2 separate regions of the Rattus norvegicus genome follow, and region 1 is linked to region 2. Evidence: chromatin contacts called from public Hi-C data. All regions are on one chromosome and are shown on one strand. The core of a region is the stretch at or near the end of the contact, and the rest is flanking DNA. Distances in the headings are between cores, read along the strand shown.

Region 1 (4,429 bases), core at 1,918-4,417, 270 kb before region 2:
ATAACCCAATTGCCGAATGCAATACTGAGTAAGGCCTACCACTGGGACATCACTGTATGATCTTTTCCACAAAATAAAAGTTACTAGAGGATAAGACTAGAAGGTTACTGATAGAACATATGCCCTTGGTTCAATCTCCAGTACCCCCAAAATTCTATTCTTGCCCATAAAACTCTTTCAAAATGGTATTGACTTTTGTTTTTTTGATGCAATGTCATTTTATGCCATTTCCCCCACTGTGAGAACGTACTGCAGCAAGAGCTTCTTTGGACTTTGAAAAAATTTGAACTAAGTGTTTAAGATCCTCCCCTAAGGAAAAGAACACACCCATGTTCATCAGTAACAGAGGTGCAGCAGATGAACCTGAGCTTGTTATCTTGGGCCTATGTACTTAGGAGAAAAGAGCCAGCCACCAGACAGTATATAAATAATGTTATCAGGATGGGCCCAAGACTTAGAACAGGAACACCATAGCACACACAACCCACTTGGTTTTAGGCACCATTGTGTATTTAAATTATCACACGCATCCTGTATCAGTCAACTTTAACAATCCATTCAACTGGAGACCTAGGTCTGCCCAGCACCCCCACAAGTCTGTAGGGGCCCAAGCGTCAACCTATCAGTTTTAAGTACCAAGAGTTTCTGCTGTTTTTGAGGCAAAGAGGCCCTGCAGTACCCTGCCAGTCTCATATTGACTGAGACCTGCCTGCCTCTGCCTCCTGAGGACTGTGTCAGAGCACCAGCACACTCAAGAGAGGTCAGCTCATTTAAAAGGCACCGTCTTGGTTGAACTCTTGCCTTAAGACACTGCATGTGAAACACAAGGCGCCCGAATTGCCAGGAGTGATGGTACCAGTACTCAGGAGGGAAGGAAGGGGGATGGCAGGTTAGAAGTCAGCAGAGACTACATACTGCTTGAAGGGCCATGTCTCCAAAAAAAAAGGGGGGGGGGCGGCAAAATATTTGCGACAATTTTCCCTTCAAATCCTTCAAGTTTAGGTCAAAGTTTTTCTAAATAAGCATTAACCAATGGCCTGACTCCCTCCAAGTAGCTTGCCCTTCACAACCCCCATAATCTTCGTGGCTATCTCAAAAAGACACTTTCCCCCTATACTGCCAAGGTACAAAAAGGAGGTAGCAAGCCCCCCTCCCATTGTGAGGCCCAGGAGGGCAGCAGATACTCTTGTTTACACAAGTTTCTCAGGCCCCGTCATACTGTAAGCTAAACAACGCAATAAATCAGTGGTTCAAGAGACCCAAGGGTGGCCAATGGCCAATGCTTTATCCGTCAACCACTTGTTGCTTGCAGACCCTGTAAAGGTGTAGTCCCTAATTCACTTCTAATTCCATGGCTCTAGCCTTTGTCAAGAGGGTTTAATATGAAAATGGGTGTTTTACCTAAATTTAGTTACTTCATATTCCATTGATTTTTGTGGCTGACTAGAGTGAAAAGCTCAAGGCTTAATACTAATCTTTTCAAGTTAAAGGAAGAAGATGGTTCAACAACTCAATTTCCCAGCACGTGGTGGGCACAAAATGTCTGACTGAGGGATGGAAGGGACACGTGCCGGTGAAATGCTCAGGGCCCCGGGGAACAGGGACACCACCCAATCAGTCCTCAGGGACCGCCCCACACTTCGGAGGTGCCGACCTCAAGGCCTGTGGCAGGGAACACAAAGCCTCGGGCATGCCAGGCGCACCAAGGCAGGCCATCTCCACAAGTTCCCAACTTGTTAGCCACAGTCACCTGCGTACGCCAGCCCAGGCCGCGGGCCGCCCGTCCCACAGGACATCGTGGGGCCGGGGTCGAGCCCAGACGCGCCGCGGCGCACGAGGGCGGCGTCGGGCCCGCGGCCTGCGCTCGGTCGGCCGCAAAGGCCGCGTGGAGCACGTGCGGGGCCCAGGCCGCCCCAGCCCCGCGTCGGCCACCGTTGCCCTTTTAAGAAGGGGGAGGGCGCCCGCGAGGGAATGAGGCGGCGGCGGTGGCCGAGCGCCGCGCTTCCAGTGCGCGCGGAGCCCAGCCCGCGGGGCGGGGGCAGCCCGGGGACCGACAGGCAGCGCGAGGGCGGCCGGCTCACCCGGCGGAGGAAGACGGCGCCCGCCAACATGGCGCTGTGGCGCGCCCCGGCTGGCGCGCGGAGCCGCCGGCCGCCCACACCGAGGGGCCGGCCTCCCTCTCGGGCAAGGCCCCGGGCGGCGGCGCGGGGGAGGGCGAAGCCACCGCGGTGACGGTGCCCGGCCGACCCAGGAAGCCCGCGTGGGCAAGGCCGAGGGCGAAGGCGAGCCGGGCAAAGGAGGGGCAAAGTTGTATTTTTAGGCTTGAAAAATGGCGGGAAGCGCATCCTTTTTTCAAACTTGGCCTCGGGAGGGGCGGCGGTTGCGCCACCTCCGCCGCCAGGCCCGCCCCTCCCCCGTTCCGCGCCAGGCCGCGCCCGAGGGGGCTCCGTGCCCCTCAGGGACCCGAACCCCCTTCTCAGCGCGGGCCGCGAGGCCCTGCGGGCCGCGGGGCGCATGGAACCTGGCCCGGCCCCGCGGCGGGCCTGGCGGCGCGGCTCCTCGGCAGGCCCGGCCTCCGCCCGGCCGCGCATCCCGGGAGGCTGCAAACATGGCTCCCAGCGTTACACAACCCCCGCGCCCGCCCTCGCCGCCGGCCACACGCACAAGCGCTCCCTCCGGGAGAGGACCGAGCAGGCGAGCGGCTCAAAGTTTGCTTTTCCACCCGCCGTCCTCCCCGTGGCCACGGGGGCCCGCGGGCGCCAAAGAGTTAATGCCCGCGCGCTCGCTCCCCCCTCCGCGCCTTCCGCCCGCCTTCCCTGTCCCCGTCCGAGCTGCGAGCAGCGCCTTCCCCGCGCCGCGGCCGGAGCCCGGTGGCCCGCAGGTGGCCACCATTACTTGCAAGTCATCGGGGGCGCGGGTGCCCGAGGGGTTCTGCTTACAGCTGCCGGGGTCCGGTTCCTCAGCTCCAGGTGGATCCTCCTCTTCATGTCCATGTTCCCCTCGTCCCCCCTCTCCAAACTTAACTTTCCGCGGCGGGGGCGGAGGGGGGAGAGGCGACCCGGCCTGCGCGGCGAGGGCCGTCGGAAGGAGGCGGCTGGAGGAGGCGGCGTGGTCCCGGGCGGCGTGCGGGCGTGCGGGCGAGCGGAGCCCCCGGAGCCAAGTTACTCGCGGGAGCGGAGAGAAACCATGGAGGGAAAAGGGGGCTGGAGCGCGGCGCTGGCCTCACTACCGCCGCCCCCGGCCAAGGCCCCGCACTGCGCTTAAACCGGCGACGCGACGCGGCGGCTGCTCGGCTCCACTCGGCCCTGCGCGGCGACGCTCGGCTCGGGAGCCCGGGCTGCAGCGCGGACTGGGGAGGCGCACGGAGGGCGGGGCGGGACCCGCCTTAAACTCAGCCAGGACTGCGGCGCCGCCTCCCGGGCCGCGCGCGCCTCCTGGCCCTCGGGTCGCACGTGGGCTGGCTGATGTAAGACCTTCCGGTGCCGGGACCCCCACCCCCCACCCGCGCTCGCCTGTACGTCTATGGACAAGCTTTGCCTCGCGCCTTCCGGGCTCTCCCAGACCCAATTTCGCCTGAGCCTTCAGACGCCCTCAGAGGCTGTGGCTTTGGGGTTCACCCTGTGCCCCCTGTTTGAAGACCACAGCCCGACCTCACAACCTTTAGGTCCAGTGATGTTAGAAGTGCCTTCGAGTACCCCTCGTGAGGCTGTGCTCGCTGCCCAGCCGTACTGTACTGCGTAGTACTTGCGAGGAAGCTGCACTACGACACTGGCAGGGGCAGCTCCAGCCACTTGTCCAAGCCATGCCCCATCTGCGCATCCCCAGTTCAGGAGACTTTCCCTCGGCGCTTTTTTTTTTTTAATTTTTTTAAAATATACTTTAAAACTTTATTGGTATGTAAACTACAAACTGTCCAAAGAGACACAGAACGACTATCCATAAACACTTTTTAAACATGTGAGCTACTAGTAAAGGAAGCCATTAGTAATTTTAATGAAGCCTCAGTCCCTACCCTCTGACTTTTATCTCTTGGCGCTCCTGTGGAAGATGTATACATTCTCGGTCTTCATTAAGGTGAATCCTGGGCTGGCAGCCTTTGTCAAGATCTAATTTTAAGAGTCCCTGGATTTAAAGCACACGACTTTGTGTTAAGTCAGGAGCCTACTTCATTCTGATATTAACCAGAGGCACCAAAAATTACTATTTAATGGAGAAAAACATTATTCTAGGTATTACCCTAAGATTTTAATGGGAGAAGCTTCTATCATCCCATTTTGGCTTAGAGGCCCAAACTTTTAAATGGACTATATATCAGTTTCAGAAATAATTCAGGGTAAAAGAAAATGTGTAGGTTATGGAGAAAGGTGAACACTTCTAGGTGTAGATTCATTCATGACTCCTGTGGTAGTCTGGAAGGCCACAGGAGAAT
Region 2 (4,364 bases), core at 1,599-4,098:
GAGGCCAGTCTTCAGTCAGTACACACACACACACACACACACACACACACACACCCCACAGACACAAACACACACAGAGACACACACATACACACACACAGAGACACAAACACATACACACACATACACACACAGGCACACAAACACACACATACACACACAGACACACATACAGACACACACACACAGAGACACAGACACACACAGAGACACAAACACACACACAGACACACACAGACACATACAGACACACACACACAGAGACACAAACACACAGAGACACAAACACATACACATACACACACAGAGACACACACACACATACACACACAGACACAAACACACACACATACACACACAGACACAAACACACACACATACACACACACAGAGACACAGACACACACAGAGAGACACACACACAGACACAAACACACACAGACACACAGACACACACACACACACACACACAGAGAGAGAGAGAGAGAGAGAGAGAGAGAGAGAGAGAGAGAGACCTTGTCTCAAGACAAACCAAAAACCTTGTGTATACTCAGCTTCATGGAGATGTTGGCTGTGTTATTACTAAAACAGAGACAGAACTAGACAGGAACCTGAGCCATTTAGAGTGTCTCCCGTTACTCCTGTTAAACAGGCATGGAAGCAGGAACAAGATTCGGCTTTGAGGGGTTGGGGATTTAGCTCAGTGATAGAGCGCTTGCCTAGGAAGCTCAAGGTCCTGGGTTCGATCCCCAGCTCCGAAAAAAAGAACCAAAAAAAAAAAAAAAAGATTCGGCTTTGAATTTGTGTTTCAGTGCAGGTCAGATACACAACTAGGGCTATTTGACATAAAATTAAACTTACCGAGTTTAGCAACCATTTGCAAAGCAGTTCCTGTGTGCCATATTTGATGTGATGGCTCTGAAGTAACAGGGGACTGAGCAGTTCCTGCTCTTAATGCCATGAAAACCTGATCACAGATGTTCTTGTGTTGTGAGTGGCTGTCAATGATGGTCAAAGTGACCACATTTAAGGGGTAAAACCTCAGGGAATTAGAGGAAAAACAGCCCAGTCATACATAGAGAGGGGGTCCTGGCAGGGCCTTTGCAGGGTTTCTCACCCCCCATCTTCCTGGACTCCCTTCTTCAGAGGCTACTCTTTCAGTTCCACTGGGGTTTCAGCGCTCTCTGTCCTTTGCACAGTTTCCTCATTAGCCAGGATCTGTAAGGGTGGGAGGGGAAGGAGGTACAGTGTGGGAAGGTGGATGCAGTCATGAGAAAAGGCAAGGACATGGCCCCTGATTTGTTGTTCTTGCCCTTCTTCCTTTTGTACCCCCACCAGGTGACTCATGTGTTTGGCTCCGGGCAAACCCATAGCCTTTGTCACCCAGTGGAGTATACTGATCAGGGTGCGCACTCTTTCTCTGAGGAGGGAGTCTGCTTTGAGCTGAGGCGCCAGCTCACAGATCAGACCTGGTTTCCTGAAACTCTATCACAAAAATTCCCCGAGCCAAAGGAGAGGGAGTTACCTGGAAAGGGAGAGCAACGAGTTGCCAAGAGTTTCAGAATCCTGGGGCGTATGAAGCATTCAAGCTGCATCCTGAAACCTGTCAGATTCGATGTTTTGTCGGGGACAGGATTCTGAGCACTGGTCACCCTCAGAGGTTATTTTAGGGGGAATACTGTCACCTCATCCCCTCAGCCACCAAGTCAGAAATTCTCAGAGACTACGGTGGTCATCAGAGGTGCTGCTACTTAAGGCTTGGTGCCACAAGGGTGGGTGCGGTAGGGTGGGGTGGAGGTGGGGTTCTGGTGCTCAGATCCCCTGCTCTGGCCAGAAAATACATCCACAAAGTTGTGCAATCATCAACAGTGTCTGGTTCTAGAATTTTCATCACCTCAGAAGGAGGCCCCGTACCCACACTGTAATGTCTCCTCACAGTTACTCCTTAGTTTCATGCTCCAGGAACCTCTAACCTTTTTTCTATTATGGTGGGCTTGCCTGTTATGTGAGTTTCCCATAAACGCACCCATTTGTGATTGGCTTCTTTCTCTTAGAGTAACATCTTCAAAGTTCAGTCACGTCGTAGCCTGGATCGGTGCTTCATTTTTTTCACGGCTGAAGAAAAATAATTCATTGTATGGTAATACTATGTATGCTTTGTTTAGCCATTCAAAAGTTGATGGGCATTCGGGCAGTTTTTAGCTTTTGGTTATTGGGAGCAGTGGTGCTATGAACATGCCCCCTGGCACAGCAGTCCACAATACAGGGGGGAGTACACTGTGCATTTTTTCTCCCAAAGCCATCTTGCCGCACAGGGGGAGTTACTGCCACATCACATTCCCCCACTGGATGGAAGGTTTTCTGAAACCAGGGGTTTCGTTTCTATACAGGATGGCCAGTCTGTTGTCATGGGGCTGTCTGGCTTTCCACGTGGTTTCGACTTTGGCTCTCTACCCACGCCCCGCAGCTGGGTTTGGAGCTCATACTGCGTCCCACTTCTCTCTGTTGTCTTCCTGTTTTCTCATGCTTTTTAGCTGTCACACAGACATTCTTTCTTGATGCTCTTTTCCATGTTCTCTTTACTTTTGGACACAGGGTCTCATGTAGCTCAGGCTGGCCTGGAACATACTGTGTAGACAAGGATGACCTTAAAGTCCTGATCCTCCAACAATGCTTAGTCCAGGTTATGTGTCAACAAGTGCTTTACCATCTCTTCCGCCACCACTCCTCAACTGCGCAGGCGCAATGCCTCTCCCATCGTCTTTTCCGCCACTACTCCTAGACTGCGCAGGCGCAATTCTTTTCTTTTCTTTCTTTTTTAAATGCCTGATAGTGGAGGTACTTGTGGCTGCTAGAAACTGTTAGTGATTCGCGTGCGCTGTTTACGGAGTGTGTTAGCGATGGCGACAGCGGAGGAGAAGCGGACGTCACCGGAGCCCGCGGCCGCGGAGAAGCCCGCGGAGCTGCCGGCCGCCGTACGCGCGAGCGTGGAGCGGAAGCGGCAGCGGGCGCTGATGCTGCGCCAGGCCCGGCTGGCGGCGCGGCCGTACCCGGCGGCGGCGGCCACCGGAGGTGGGGGCCCCCTACGGGCGCGCGCATAGCCTTCATCCGGCGGGTTTGGGACCGCATCCCTAGCCTTCCCACTGCGTCTTGGCAGCCGACTCCAGCTCGGTGTGCGGGAACAGCTGTGCATGCCCGTATCTCCGCGGTCCCAGGCCATCCCTGTCGTGCCCTGTGCTTGGCACATCTATGGTGCAGAACTTTCAGTCTTGCAGCCATTAAACAAGCCTGCACCGTCTCCCACTCCAGCACCCAGTAGAACTGCCCCAGACCCAGTCTTTTACATGCGCCGCGCCTGCTTTCCAGCGCAAAGTAGATTAACACCCGCAGAGCCCCGCACTTTGGAGTTGACACGGCTTGGTAACCTTGTTTTACTTAGTGGCATATGCCCTGGGTTCATTTTGGCTATACTTGGCATCTAAGGGTAGCCCCTGCCTTGCTGTTTTCCCGCTTTTTAATGCCCGTCGTGCTTTCGGCTGCTGGCATTTCTCTTGGGAGTAATTCACCTGAGTTATTTCTACAAAAGTAATTTACTTTTTTATCCCTTTCTCACGACTCCACATAGTGCGTGTGTTTGTGTAGTACTTGTTTTGGCAGTATGTTAATAAATAATAATACTAAATAATGCGTATGTTTTATGGCAGTTTGTACTTTTAGACTTGCCATTGAATTTGATTTGTTACTCTTGACCAGCAGAGCTGGTTTGTAGCTTAGATTTGAATCTTTCAAAACCACTTGAAAGTCCTCATATGCCATTTTGTAACGTAAAAAGTAATTTCCATTATCTTTGTTGGTTATAGTGCAGATCTCATAAGTCCGTATTGCAGCCTCGGTTTCTCATTATCCATATACAGATAGACACTGTTAGATACATGTCTCACCACTGTCCTTCTACCTGCTGGGAACATCTAAAGCCATGAGAGTTTCTACAACTTCAAACAGCCTGGCAAGTAGGGAGACAGAATCGTTCAGTTCCACACGAGGAGTCCAGAACATCGGGAAAACTAGAAGAGCAGAAGTAGTCTGTTGCTGAGACAGATTGTAACCAGAGCTGCTGGGGAGGCTGAGGCAGGGGGATCCTGAGTTCAAGAACTGCCTGGGATAGAGTTCCAGGTCAGCCTGAGCAAGTTAGGGAGGCCTCGACTCTAAAAACCAGACAGAGGGCTGTGGATGTAGCTCGCTAGTCGAATGCTTGCCTGGTGTGCTCAAGACCCTGGGCTGGAAAAAGAAAAGTAGCCTAGGGCTGGAGAGATGACTCAGCGGTTAAGAGCACTGATTGCACTTCCAGAGGTCCTGAGTTCAAC

Evidence for each region. A called contact is a pair of places that touch in the nucleus more often than the background predicts.
Region 1: a contact with region 2 is called in a Hi-C map of Schwann cells, with 4 times the contacts expected there. The contact joins the promoter of Anp32b here to the promoter of Xpa in region 2. A contact is called at or near these places in 5 of 12 Hi-C or Micro-C datasets (the Rat2 cell line, Schwann cells, frontal cortex and 2 more) and 1 of 1 datasets of contacts at active chromatin or transcription factors (oligodendrocytes).

The regions. Positions count from the first base shown.
Region 1 is chr5:65,537,610-65,542,038 of GRCr8, reverse strand. It overlaps Anp32b (acidic nuclear phosphoprotein 32 family member B), which reads right to left and starts at 3,167. Exons shown (of 7, transcript NM_131911.2): 1 at 2,940-3,167. The coding sequence starts at 2,993.
Region 2 is chr5:65,269,816-65,274,179 of GRCr8, reverse strand. It overlaps Xpa (XPA, DNA damage recognition and repair factor), which reads left to right and starts at 2,848. Exons shown (of 6, transcript NM_001399041.1): 1 at 2,848-3,072. The coding sequence starts at 2,901.